Linked DNA regions of Triticum aestivum: region 1 is linked to region 2. The links are chromatin contacts, called in public Hi-C maps. All regions are on one chromosome and are shown on one strand. Each heading gives the region's core, a stretch centred on a gene start, on an enhancer-like site or on the middle of the called end of the contact. The rest is flanking DNA. Distances are from core to core; before and after follow the strand shown.

Region 1 (7,762 bases), core at 1,886-4,385, 770 kb after region 2:
GAAAAAAAATTAGAAAAGCTATAATACCCTAATTTTTCTTCTTTGTATCCATATGATTATGGCTAAAACAATTTAAATTAGTTTGCAAATTGATGATATACTGTGTACATTTATCGTAATTACATACTCCCTCCGTCCGGAAATACTTGTCAAAGAAATGGATGTACCTAGACGAATTTTAGTTTTAGATACATTCATTTTTATGTATTTCTGCGACAAGTATTTCCGGACGGAGGGAGTACAAACAAATTGATGGTGAAATAAAATTAATTTTAAATTACTTATATCTACAGTAAACAACCTACTAACTACCTACTAACAGTCCCTAACTTTTCTTCTTTATTTTACACTAGGCAAACACTATAGCACCGTGACTTTCCTTCACAATGTTAGAGGATCCGGTTCCCCCTCGACCTCGCCGCCAAGCGCACCACCCCGGCTTCCTCGATCTCGGCGCAATGGCGCTCACCTCTTGCCTCCCTCTCAACTGGTTGTCGAGCATCACAAGCAGTTCACGGCCCATCCCCTTCTTCGTGTCGCACGCATCTCCCCCGAGCTCGTCGTCATCCACCCCGTCCTCTCCGACCTCGACACTCATCAGGTGCTTCATACTCACCTCGTCGTGAAGCAAACACATCCACCCAACCATCCAGATCTGTCCCCTGCTCCTCCCCATCTCATCCCTGATTTTGGTGGTTCGCCAGGTTGCCCATGGGATGAATCGTCTGGCGGAGTAGGACCCGACGCCTAGAGAACCTGCAGTGGTTTTTGGCATGTCTTCCATACCCATCTTAAAATCAAAGGTATTGCACTGCCTCGATCGCCCCTAATTTGATAATTTTCATTTGTCACATATTGTTGTTAATTTATTTTCTGCCGAGGACTCATTGGTATTCTGCCTAGTATTGTTCTTTTCATGTATTAGGTTATGAATCGTCCAAAAAAATTTAGTTGAAGTATTTAGATCATTTGATCACGCATAGATATTTAGGCAGGCAATCGTGCTTATTCCCTCGATTCAACAATCGGTGCTTCGATTTAAGATGAGAATTCTTGACAAAAACAATCTTGGAATGTTTCTTGTATAAAGAGGTTCCACAAATATGCATCCATAGTTGCTGGCAGATTCATTTTAAAAACTTAATGCTTCCAACCAACACTTATATATGCACCAAATGAATTATTTTTTAGCTTCTCACCTCGAAGGTTATGTATTGTAATTATTTTGTTTCGGGGTACTAGAAAAAAATGCTTTCATATATAAACAGAAACTCTCTTCTATTTTGAAAGTTAGGGACACAAAAATGCATCCTCATCTTGTGACTAGGCTTAAATTTTTATACATTCTCAATATTCTATGCTTATACCAACACTATGTTGATTTACTATGTTTTGATGCTTCTTGTAAACATTTAGTTTTGTTGTCTATAAAATTGCTTCTATACTTCAAGTGATAATCGGCTCGGTTTGTATATTGGAGACACAAGAGATGCATCCTTAGGATGGTACCAATCTTACTTTCTTGTCTACTAATGTCAAGGTCCAGTATTTTCATGCTTCCTACATTATTGGTGTACTACCTTCAACAAATAAGCTTACTTAGTTCTAATGCCTTGTTTCCATACAACTATTTTCATCAGACAGCGAGCGTATCCGTTTATTCCCTCTAACCCATTTTTCATATTTGCTAGCATATTACATTGTGTATGTTCTCAGGTGAAACTCGACAATGAAGCAACGGAACCAGAGGGTATGCTCAAGAGTCGATATGCAGCTGGTTGGTTAAACGACGTTGTTTTAAGTCTTCCTAACAAGTGGAAAAAACTGATTTGTGGACACTCGGGTAATCCATAGCCACATGTGCGTCACCACAGTTGCCTCCACTGTTGGTTCGACGAGGCAGAACGCCGGCAACCTTCCCATAACTGATCACCACGGCGCATGTGATCTAGTCTCTCGAAGCATCTAGTATATAGTTTTGAAGCAATATTTATACAATCAGAAGTAATTATACACCACGTATGTGTTGTTCTGCCATTGCGGAAAATATTGAGATATGGCGAAGCTTTGTATAAATTATGTTTTTGCACCAAAGCATCGAATGATAAGTAATGAAGCTTTATTAATTTATGTATGAAGCAACTAAATGACACATCGATACCGATGCACCGGATGATAAGCAATGAAGCTCTATTATGTTTTGTATGAAGCAGTGTCTCATTCACACTGAAAGATGCTTCCACTACAAAACATAACTATGCGTCCATTGGTTGAAAAAACGTTTTCATCAATAACTTCCAGGGAGTTTGACAAATGTTGGGTTATGGAATAGAATCAGGGAGTACTTTTGTAGAAAAAAATGTTTGCATCAATAACTACATAGATTCTTTTTGTCTCATGAAAAAAATGCTTCCATTGCAGTTAAAAAAAAAGAAAATTCTTCCATTGCCATGTGTGTTATGGAATAGAAAAAAAAATCAGGGAGTATGTTGGAGATTTATCGCATATAATGGAAGCATCATCTACGGGATTCTGTTTCCTAAAATATCAGATATAGTGCTTCTCACAAGTAATGCTTCCATCACGTTGGTGCTTGAATTTGGTAACCTAACGTGATTTAGGGAAGGATGCAACAAGGAAGCAACGTTCTAGGGAGAAAGAAACAAATGGAAAGAAATAATAGCCCAAGCGTGGGTTGCGGGAGTAGTGAGGAAGCATTCAATTAGCGGGTCCAACAAATCTCGCGTGGGTCTAAACCAGTAGATCGGACGGACATCCTGTTTCTAATCCAATGGCTAATAACTACTTAGAAACAGTACGGTCAGCCATTGAAATTTGCTAAGTCCACGCCACAGATCTATCAGATAAATGATGACTGCTAGATTAAAACACGTGGGACTAATTGTGTGGTGATGATTGGTTCGTGCGATTTGTGGGACTAATTGTTAGGTGCATGTAAGAAAATTTTTATTTAATTATTTAATAGTAGTCGAGATACGAATCTAATGATATAATTTTTAATGACATGCATTAATATTTTTGTTAGTTAAATTTATGGTTAAAATTTGACGCAAAATAGGAAGAGTGCGAGGACGGAGTGAACTTATTTTTGGACGGAGTATGAGACTACCGGTCTCTGCGTGATGACGGTGAAAAGGAACACAGCAACACGACCCGTCCCAATTACGCAGACCGTCCAGGGTCCACCCCCGTCCTCTCCGATCGCCGCCGCCGGGACCCTACAGCCGGCCCGCCATGGCTGATCCGCCATCCCTAGCCTCCACCGCAACGCCGCAGCCCGACCAGCTCGCCACCTCTGCTTCCATCCCGCAGAACGCCAACCCCCAAATCCCCCTGCCCCCCATCGTTTCCTCCGCGCAGGTCAACCCGGGCTCGGCTGCTACGGGAGGCAGATCCACGGACCCGCCGCAGTTGCAGGCGCCTTCTCCCACGCAGGCGGCTGAAGGAGCCGGAGGATTCGGTGCGATCCACCGCTCAGGCCCGGCCTCCCTCGCCCCCACCGTCGGCCAGCCTCCACGGTACGCGACAGTCGGCACGACATATGGCACGCAGATGGCCTTCCCGGGCGGCGGGGGGCAGTTGGGCCAGCAGCCGGGGCTGCGCGCGGCCATGTTTGGACAGGGGCAGCCGAGGATGCTGCAAGGGCAGGGCAACGCAGCCTCCGCGGCGCAGTACGGGCTCCAGTTCCAGCCAACGATGATGGCGCAGCCAGGGCAGAGGGGCGTGGTACAAGGCGTGCAATTCAACACTCCCACTGCACAAGCGCAATCCATGGGTGCTTCCCTGATGAACCAGATGAGGCCTAATGGAATTGCTACCCCATATGGTGCTCAAACTCAGCAACGTTCTGCATATCATGCACAAATGAGGCCACAGCAGCCACCTGGATCATCACAAAATGGGCCTGTGGTGCAAATGTTACCAACGCATCAGATGCAATCGTCAATGGCCTCGGCTGTTTCTCCACATCAACGCCAGCAAGAACAAATGATGCAACTGATACAACAACTTCAGCAGAGAGGATTGAATCGCCAGCAGATTGCGCAGGCGCTGCAGCGGCTTCCCCATCTTAATGCCCAACATTTGAACCAGCAGCAACGGCAACAACAGCAAGCATCTCCCAGGATGCCAGCATCTGCTGCAGGGAAGCCCGCAAACACGGCAGGATTGCAGCCAGCGACACCTTCCTCAGGCGGAACAGCGGCGGGTGCAAATGCGCCGCATCAAGGAGGGGGAAATTGCAGCCAACTTCTTGGGAAGAGAAAGATACATGATTTGGTGGCGCAGGTGGATCCACTCTGCGAGGTTGATCCAGAGGTGGAAGATTTGATTCTGGAGATTGCCGACGACTTCATTAACACAGCGGCTGATTTTGCGTGCAGGCTTGCAAAGCACAGGAAATCATCGGTTGTGGAAGCCAAGGATGTGCTACTGCACCTGCAGAAGAATTGTCACCTGTCCGCTCCTGGTTTCTCACAGGAGAGGATGTGAATGAATCTGCAGAGAAATTCAGTGTAGGCTTTGGTACAATTATGTCATTTACTTTGAAAAGCGTGAATTGTATTTGAGATAGATAGTTATACCATTATAGGTAAATTGCTGAAAAAGATAGATCGATATACCTCTCATTAGTCATGGACTCATAGTATGTGTTTGTGCGTAGATGGAGCACATGTATATGGTCCCACGTACCTGACGACATACACTGTGTACATTGCCATCTGACATTTTTGTACACCATAGAAACCCAGCCGTTCCACCCAGTAATGCGTGGCTCTTCATCAGCGGCGAAATTGTTGTAGGGTGAAACCTTAAGAGGGATCTTTTCACACTTGGAACACAAGAGAAAAATTTACTTAAACAAAACCCAATTACACATCCACTAGATAGCAAACACATAGATCCACAAGAATACAAGCACAATCCAAGGAATCAAGCACTAGGTAAAGTTTTTTCCACTCCAAAGTAGGTGAGGTCTTGATGACAATCTTCTCCAAGAGAAGGTTTTGAAATCCACTAAGGGATCCTCTCCTAAGAGATCTTGATCTCCAAGTGGAGGGGCAGAAGGAGCAAAGTTCTCTAAATATCTTATATATACTTTGCTAACCCTTACAAATGGTCTAGGTACGAATTATATAGGTAGGTGGGAGAGGGGGACGAAGTGGAGGCCCAAACAACCACTCTCGGCCGTCCATCCTGATGGGCCCGTGCGCACGGGGTCCCGTGGGCACAGTACAAGCCGGTGCGCACGGGGTGCTACAGCGACGAGGGCCCGTGCGCATGGGGTCTGGAGGCCGTGCACACGGGGTCTGGAGGCCGTGCGCACGAGGTGTGCGTCTTCATGTCCGGTAGCTTTCTGGGAGGCACGGGGTCGGGGGAGGCCGTGCGCATGGGGTTGCCTAGGACTTGCTGTTTTGATCTTGATGAACTCCTCCTTCTTCCTTGTGGCCTTAGGGTCCTTCTCCTTGGCCTCCGGGATGCTTCCTGGCTGCTTGGCGGCGGACGTCCTCGTACCTAACGATGCACAATGTTCCATGGTGAGGTAGCAACCAAGTGCAATGGATATTCATGTCAATCTCGAAGAAGAGTGGGTTCGCCTTAAGTCCGATAGGTTCATTTGGGTTTGAGGTGCTATGAAGGTGTACATGAAGATAACCGTAAGATGCTCCGCATCTGAAATGGTCTGTTAACTCGTCTCTTTCAAATAGGGACGAAAGCTAGACGAGGATACGCTGTGGTCACCTTCCACCGGTGCTTTTTCCTCTGGTTGAGTTGCGAATTCAAGTGCGATGATATTTGCACTACTCTGTTTGTCTCCTCAGCTGCGATGATAATTTGTGTTTGAGTGCGGGTGCAAGTTCTCGTGATGTCCAAGCTCATACCAGATGATTGTGGCTGAAAATTTCTCTGAGACGCACGACTATCACACACGTGTGGAACTGATATGACCTATTTTTAAGAAGTTCTTTTTTCTTCTGAAATTGTAGTTCATTTGAGATGACTTGGAGCAAATTGTATCTTCAAGCTCATTAGATCCCTTGTGTCCCCCCGCCAGAAAAAAAGATCCGCTGAGAAGGATTTTGTTTGTTGAGAAGGATAAAATGTATCGGTTTTGCTATGTTGATTGTTTTTTAGATAGCTAACTGCTCATGTCAAGCAGGGGTTTGTTACTTTACGGGTACCGGCAAAAAATCGAAATGGACATGGAGATAGACCTGGATAGATCAAAACAAGAACTACAGTATTTTGGTCTTTTCGCATCAACCTCCCCACTGTCTGAAGCTGGAGTTTTTTTTAGGGAAAGCTATCTGGCGCATTTTAGTGATTGTGAATCAAAGATACATCGGATATGAGCCAGGGCAAGAGAAAATTAGGGTTCAATGACCCAGGTACAAGCTTCAGAAAGTAAAGACAGACCTAGCTACCTCACGCGCCGCCATATTGGCTTCCCTTGGACGGTGGACAAACTTAACTTCTGTTGAACATGTGTACATGTACGTAGGTCTGGGTCCTGTATGCAGTACCTGTAGTATCTGTCTCCCTCTGTATGTACGTGTATCTTAGGAGACAAGATACCGGTCGCACCCCTTGTATCTATATATATGTGCCTAGTGCACGACCATCAATTATTGATGCATCAAATCATTCTCTACATGATATCTATCGCAAGTCGATCTTCCAGCTTCCGCTAACCCTAGCCGCCGCCTCGGGCCGCCGCCGCCGCCGCCCCAAGCCGCCGCCTCCACCTCTCCTCCCCGCGCGCCCTCCCTCCACCGCGCGCCTCCCTCCCCATGCCGCGCCACCTCTCCCCGCCGCGCCACTCGCCTCCTGCCGCCGCGCCGCTCCTCTTCAGCCGTGCCGCCGCCTCCCTCCCCATGACCCCGCCGCCATGTCGTCCAACGCCTCCACCTACTCCAACCCCTTCGCCGTCGACCCCGCCGAGATCCGCGACATCAACGTCCATGCACGCGTCCCCGTTAAGGATGGCAATGGGTAGGGTATGGGCAGGGTAGAACAATATCATACCCATACCCATATAGTCAGTGGGTACAAAATTCTACCCATACCCGTACCCATGGGTATAAAACTTTACCCATACCCATACCCGACGGGTACCCATACCCATTGGGTACCCAACGGATAGAACAAATAGTACACAAGTTGTTCACAATTTTACACTCATTCATAGCACATTTGACAAAAAATCAAATATCTTAGCTCAATAACAAGTAGATGGGTACAAGACTACTATCAAAATTTAGAAATCACAACATACTCATAAAGTCAATAGGAATATACGAGTCACATGACAAATTAATGATTAATTGACAACAACTTAACATTATTTTTACAAGCGGGCAGGGTATGGGTACACCCGCGGGTACAAGGCTATACCCGTACCCTACCCATGACTTAAGGGGTAGGGTATGGGTACTACCCATGGGCATAAAAGTGTGCCCATACCCTACCCATGTGGGTACGGTACCCGCGGGTACCCGTACCCATGGGTAAAATTGCCATCCTTAGTCCCCGTCATCCTCGACGCCTCCAACTCCACGTACTTCGCGTGGAAGACGTACTTCACGCTGCTCTTCCGCGAGAACAATCTCGTGGACCATGTGGATGGCACCGTGGACTCCTGCGCCATGGTGTACGACGCCGAGTGGACCGCGATCGACGCCACGATCATCCGGTGGTTCTTCACCACCATCTCCAAGGACTTGTTCCACACGGTCGTGAG
Region 2 (7,070 bases), core at 2,711-5,210:
CATCCAACGTGAAGAAAGAAGGAAATGGTTATAGCAAAGCCAACCGTTAAGTTATTATCAATCTTGAAGTGATCATAACGACTTCTAACTAAACTTGCCGAAGTGAGAATGACAGTGTTTGTGCCTTCAGCTCCAGGCCACTTTATAAGCAAGCCTGTGCATGCAAAAGACCTGATGTTTCCTACACATCATAGCCTCAATCATTAGTTAGTGGTAAGGAAGTGATGAGCAGCATACAGCTAGAAGAATCACCATTGAATGAAGCAAGTTTGACAACACTTGGGGATATATTTGTAACAACGTCTCTTGGAAGTAGCGCCCAAACATACTCCCTAGAACAGGGGTTTGAAACGACGTAAGGATACCCTTTCCATGCAAGTAATTCACCAAACTCCTCCTCAAATGTCTCGAGCAATTTCCCATTGACTGTTTAAAGAAAAAGGTAGTACAGAAAAGTGCACAAAGGAGAGTTCAGCAACATGGAAAGCAGCGACTTACATTCAAGCACAAGTGGTGGTGGCATGGGATAGCCAACTGACTCTAGCTTCTTAATTATAAACCAGAATCCTTATGCAATAAGGTGGTCAATATCAGTTCTCAGATGATATGCACGTTAACAGCCACAAAATATTCTGGGTGTAATGATCAACAGGTAACATTCTTACCTGAAGGGATTATGATTGATACATCTGCAGGCAAGGAATATCTACGGAAGTCTCTGGTTTTAGAACTGCAATAGAGCAAACACAGTATGAGAAGTTTTTATTTGGTTATGATCCAAAAAGAAAAAAGAAAGGTTTATATTTGTTATGATAAATAAACACAGGTGTGCTAGCCCAACATCAAAACAGTTATACAGACACTTGTACCTAGTTGTGCAAAAGGAAACAAGGCAGGAGAAAAGACTTAGAAATCAAGCTTATAAATAAATACACAACCGAAAACATGGAAGAAATGAGCAGACCAGATGTCACGGTATGAGTTACATTGTCCATACTTTAGTCCAGACGAATTGTTTTAACTCTCTTCTTATTTAGAAAAAATACTATCCGCAACAATGAATGAAGAGGATTAAATTAGCAACATGAGATGTAACGACACAAGTATCCACACCAGGAAGAGGTAGCAAGAACCACACTGCTACCAATTGACAGCTCACTTTGTGAAAAGTCTTACTCATGGACTCCAATCATATTAATATCCAAAAATGCAATGGTGAAGTGGAAGAGAAGAGGGGGTTTCAAACAAGTGTAGGAAACAAAATTCAAAATGATGCAGCTCATGAAGTATTAGAAAACACCTGAGTAACTGAAAGTGCTCCAAGCGTTCACGAAGGGCCATCAGTGATAGGAACAAAGAAGAAGTGCCCTCGACACAAAGGATGACCCCAAGAAACTTCCCATCATGACTGACGAGCGGCCCTCCAAGTGCAGCCTAGAATGGAAGTTAAGTGGTAGGGATTACAAGAGAAAATGGCAAAAGAGAATTCCACATATATCATAATCCAATTATTTGTTTCAAGTCTTCCATCATGCCAAAAAGTAAGAAAGCAATCAACAGTGTACCTCTGTGATTCCATCACATCTTGCACGACTGTCTCCAGTCAGACGCCCCAATTTGACCATCAAACGGCCCGATCCAAACATACGAGCAGCTGCAATTACCTTACGATCAGAAGGCAGAGGCACATGAAGGTCCAGATTTACAGGACAGACATCATTCGTGGGGACACAATACGTGAAGTCACAGGACGTGACAATAGCAATATCTTTATCATATAGTCCCAAGAACCCATCCATATGCGTATTATCTGGAAGGCACACATCAATCTGACGTGATAAAAGCAGTACATCAGCACAAAATGTTACAAGTAGCTTGAACAAACAAAGAAAAATGGAATGATAATGATTAGCACTTTAGCCGCACCAACCTCAATTTATCATCTGTATTTCTGTTTTTATTGAATTCCTCAACCAAACGTCTTGAAGTCACAAATCTTCTCAGCTCTAGTTTAGTTGTCCCGGATGGTATAGCTAGGCCTGAGCAAGCAAATAACATCATACTTCCTGCACAAGATCACGAGTCAAATAACCAACAACGAATACATACAAATGTGGAGAATGCATAAATACAAAGCACTGGAATCACCATCAAACAAAGCAAGAGAGACAACAATTGAAGACAGCCATTGAGTTTGTTTCTTGTAGTGCGCGGTATCTGGAAGTGATATATCACCAAACTCTTTCTCTTGGAAATGAGTGTTCAAAACAACTTGATGAGGGTGCTCTAACTTGAAAAGTCGTGCTTTCTCAGCAGCGGCAGCAGCCTCAGCTGCCTGTGTTTCCCTCATCACTAATAAAAGAACACGACACACTTCAACTGTCAGTACTCTACTTAGCTATATATATGTGCAAGAAAACGAATAATAATAGCCTGAAATCAGGGCTCACATTTTACCATCTTGTCCATTCGTTTCTTAAATTTACTAACCCTTCCTCTTTTCCTGCCATCACTCCCCCTCGAGATCAACGGCACAGCTTTGTCTTTTCTAGCTGCGAGTCTCTCCGCCCTATTCAAGCCTCCTGTATAATCAACCACTGTCTTCTTTGGAGACCTGAAGCAGAAAGTATTGGTAAATGTTCAGTACTGCAACAAGGTGATCATAGTTCCCAACAGAGGAAGTACATTGTTAATTGTTATTTTCCCAGATTCCTTTATCATATTACAGAACGGTATGCATTTGGATGGGGAACATTGACCTGGGCTCCAGTTTATTGAAGCCCCAGCGTTGTATAACAGATCAAGAAGTGAAATTTTCGGCGGCAGTTCACAGCACCAAAGCCCAAACAAATTACTCCCTTCGTCCGAAAATACTTGTCATCAAAATGGACAAAAAGGAATGTATCTAGAACTAAAATACGTCTAGATACATCCCCTTTTATTCATTTTGATGACAAGTATTTCCGGACGGAGGGAGTATTTAAAACGGATTTTTTTCCTTTTTCCGTCGAAAAAGAAGCTGGGTGAGATTCACACCCCATACACAAAATTACCCCTTGGCCCCACACAGATTTAATGCGGTGCATCCCGCTCTGGTTTAATGCCATGCAAGCGAACGACTACAGAAGAAAATGCCATGCATGGCAAGCTCATTTAATGCTATGCATGCCGTGCTTGTTTAACTTGGTTGATATTAGGGTTGATTGCTTCATGCAATCCAGGATTGCTGGGCGTGTAGTTATTACTGAGGGTTAAGATGGGAAAGAAATCTCACGTCCTGGCCCTCCTCGGTACTATTAGCTACCGGAAAATTACGCAAAGAGAACTAATGCGACATTTATATTAGAAAGAAAAAAGAAAGAAAGAAGTAAGCCTCGATGTTATTACCTAACCTAAAAGATTGTTTACAGGAAGTGTTCCATTAGAAACTGGAAGTTGTTGCTGCGATTAGAGAGAGAGACTATGATTGGGTATACGTGAAGAATTGTGCTTAGAGCAACACGCAAGAAAGGTAATTTCTTCGAGTCGATTAACTGAATGCAGTTAGATCTAGGAGAGGAAAGACCCAGTTAGATCTACGACAGAAGAGGATGAAGAAGGGGGAACACAATTTACGGGTCACAGAGGTAGATCTGAAGGACAATTCGAATACTCCGTGAGCAACTGGAACAGTAAGCAAAAATATATAGAGAGAGTACATGATGCTTACATCAAAGAGGTGAATTCGTGCGCCGAAAGAGGGATGGTGCGGCGGGTAGCTGGGGAGGGAGGCACAAAAATGGCCGGGATGCGCCGGGTGAGGATAGGTGAGGATTGCCGGCGAGATAAACCATGCGAATCGACAATGGATCTGAGGACTTTGGTGTCGAGTCACAGAGTCCCCCTTTTCTTCTTTTTTGTTTATTAGTATTAATTGATTGAGGCGTCACTGGGTCGGTCGGGCTGTGCCGTGTGCACGTGTGTGAATATCTCGTTCTTTGTTTTTTAACATAAAAAAGACCGGGTGAGCTATTTATAGAGCCATCGGATAAGAGTTCTCGGGGCCACTTGTGTGTTTTCTCTTAAAAAAACAGACGATGCCTTCCATTCCATTACATACCAGTTATGCCAGTTTTTTTCTTAGAAAATAAGTTGCTTGTTCCTAGCTTAAAAAATAAGTCGCTCTTAAAATTTATTGAGACTTCTAAATTAGTTATGCCATAACTAATTTAGAAGGCCCAATGAATAAGAGAGGTGGTTTATGGAAAAAGCCGGGGAGGAGGCGGCTTATTTTTTAAGCTGTCAAAAATACTGACCCTAATACATGTGCCCCGTGCGATTGCTATGGGTGGCAATACAGTTAAACGAAATAATAAATTTTGCATAGATGGTTTTTGGAGGATGAAATGCAGATAGTATCATGAGGTGACACTAAGACGTACAAAATTTTATTCAACCATTAATAAGGTAGACACATCAACCAGTCTCACTTCAGTTTGATATGTTGATGTCTAAGAGCATATTTTTTGTTTAACAATTGTTTGAATCTCTTTTAACCCCGTGCTTTACCAATCCCGCGGATCGAAGGCCTCTCATAGTACAGTTTGTTGAAGTCGCCGAAGTTTACGTAGAGTCCAAATCACATAGCTTAATATATTTATGACGACAATGCCATCACCGAGTGGCATAACACTTAGTTGTGAATTCCCCTTCTTACAAACCCGGTCCAAGCGCTAACTATGACGTCACCATTGTTTCCTTCTCACAAGCCTGCCACCGCCGAGCTGCCAGCTCTCCACCTTACTGTATTCATCTAGCCGCCCTGCCATTGCATCTCCCTCTCCTCCTCCTATCGACCTCCTCCCTCCAGCACCCTCTTTCACGCCACTGGTCTCCTTCCCATCGTTGCCCTCTTCCCCGACATAGACCACCTCCTCGCAGTCGGCTTATGCAATGTTCATGGCCAATCCCTCAACCAACAGAAACTGACCAGCACATCCCAAACGGTGCAGCTCCTCCACGAAAGCTAGTGCGCGGCGCTAAAGCTTCAACATTTTCACATATTCTAAAATATCCTTATATGTATGTTTCTTGCCTTGGAGTTGCCGCCAAGTGAAATATTTTAGCAATGTTAACTTCAGCTACAAATATAGTATATTTGCTCTGGTAATGGCTCATCTAAATAAATGATGGTTTCACTCGTATAGTCTACATGTAAGTCTTTCCTCAAGCTCCAACACATAGATATAAAATCACTGCCATTTGGCATTCAATCGCCAATTGTAATATTTCTCTAGTAACCTTTTTATTCTATTTTTGCTGGTTTTGTAGGAAATATCAAGGTCACGGCTACCAGATTTTTAGATAACATAGTATCACTACTAAAATAAAAGAAATTTAAGAATATGTTACAAACTTCAGTGTCAGTGCATCTATAATCCATATGATAAACAATAGTGCCACGTAGCTTGTACATGTACAATATCAATGTTAGAAGGTCCACCACACTTTCCAGCTCCATCCTTTCTACAGTTAAGAGAGAGAATGCGCATACAATGTGTTATTCTTGCAATATGAAAGGCAAAGTACAGAGCCACAACGGTATTTCAAGTAGGCATAAGAGAGAGAATACATTGCATTACTTCTACAAGAAATATAATGGTTCCAATAAATTGGTATCCAGGTTTGACTACTTCTATAAGGAACTTAGTTCCTGGAGTGTGTAGACACTTGAAGAAACATGTTTCCTGTAATCTAGACACTAGAAGCAGCAAGCAGCTAAAATAAACTGAATATGAAGCTCTTCAATTCCTTCATTGGTCCTGACATATTGGATCATTCGCCATGCATCCTGGGTTCAGGGGCTCATTCTTTAAAAAACACCAAAATCTTCTTGCTTCAGTTGCTTGTTACATGGTATACAATGTGTTCCAACAAATACTTGAGTACTAATAGACATAGTACTAGGCTAGTTGAAGTGGTTTCTGAAAAGGAAAATCATAATATTACAAATTGCAAGTTGTCCAAAGAGAAAGATTAGTTTAATTTGACAATTTGAAAGAGTTACAATACTAGAGAAACTCGGATTTACACAGTCAACTAGTACTAAATAATAAAGCAAACTTAGGTTATACATCTACTTCTTTCTATTTTGAAAAAATCTATGCATTATGCAAAACACTAAAATAACTATAGAATTTGCACAATTAGAAACAACAAGCTTGTGCTACACTAGATTATCCCAGTGGAGCTCAAACTTGTAATTAGAAATACTGGACGGTGTGGACTGCGGTAACCTGTCGGGAAACGTAGTACACGACTAAAAAATATCGACCTACCTAGCATATCCTAGGATTACTATGAAGAACGTGCATACAAGGTTAGATCTGGTCTTACCAAGTATCGAGTTGCACTAGAAGAACTTGTTGGTGAAGATTGTGTTCTCGACGTCTCACGTATGATCCCTCAAACTAAAACCAGACATACGGTTCCTCTGTCGGATTGCACACATATGAATCCTCTGATCCAGTAGGGCTTCGCCGTCTAGAGATAAGTCGTGCCGGAGTAGAACTGGAGGGAGGAGGAGCCCTTTGGGGAGGACTATGGTGGAGAACTAGAGAGAGAGGGGGGAGGCCGAACCTTAGCTAGAATAATTATGATGCATAAAGGGCTCATGGGGTTTGGTCACTGGTGCAGCGACGTCTGCTACTTATAAACTGCGTTGGGATTTCCCTGAAGAGGAGGTGTGAAGCAATACTGTAGAGTTAAGTATTTCCCTCAGTGAGAACCAAAGTTATGGAACCGATTGGAGAACCAAGTAAATTCCCTTCGACGACACCTACACACACAAAGCAAATACTTGCACCCAACGCGGGCAAGAGGGTTGTCAATCCCTTGAACTCGTTACTTGCAAGGATTAATTCTGATAGTGATAGATAGATAAATAAATTTCAAAACAAAATAAAATTAAATAAATTGCAGCAAGATATTTCTAGTTTTAATAATATGGTAGAGTAGACCCGAAGGGCATAGTTTTCACTAGAGGCTTCTCTCTCGAGCACATAGCATACGATGGGTAAACAAGTTACTGT

What was found. Hi-C and Micro-C count contacts between places; a contact is called where the count stands out from the background.
Region 1: a Hi-C map of leaf shows a contact between it and region 2, with 4 times the contacts expected there. The contact joins the promoter of LOC123136701 here to the promoter of LOC123136698 in region 2. A contact is called at or near these places in 2 of 5 Hi-C or Micro-C datasets (both in leaf).

What each region holds. Positions count from the first base shown.
Region 1 is chr6B:228,643,260-228,651,021 of IWGSC CS RefSeq v2.1, forward strand. LOC123136701 (transcription initiation factor TFIID subunit 12b) reads left to right here and starts at 3,136. Exons shown (of 1, transcript XM_044556174.1): 1 at 3,136-4,746. The coding sequence starts at 3,256. The coding sequence ends at 4,512.
Region 2 is chr6B:227,871,789-227,878,858 of IWGSC CS RefSeq v2.1, forward strand. LOC123136698 reads right to left here and starts at 3,961. Exons shown (of 13, transcript XM_044556171.1): 1 at 3,710-3,961; 2 at 2,451-2,614; 3 at 2,149-2,352; 4 at 1,931-2,066; 5 at 1,566-1,829; 6 at 1,301-1,434; 7 at 666-730; 8 at 253-426; 9 at 45-181. The coding sequence starts at 1,799.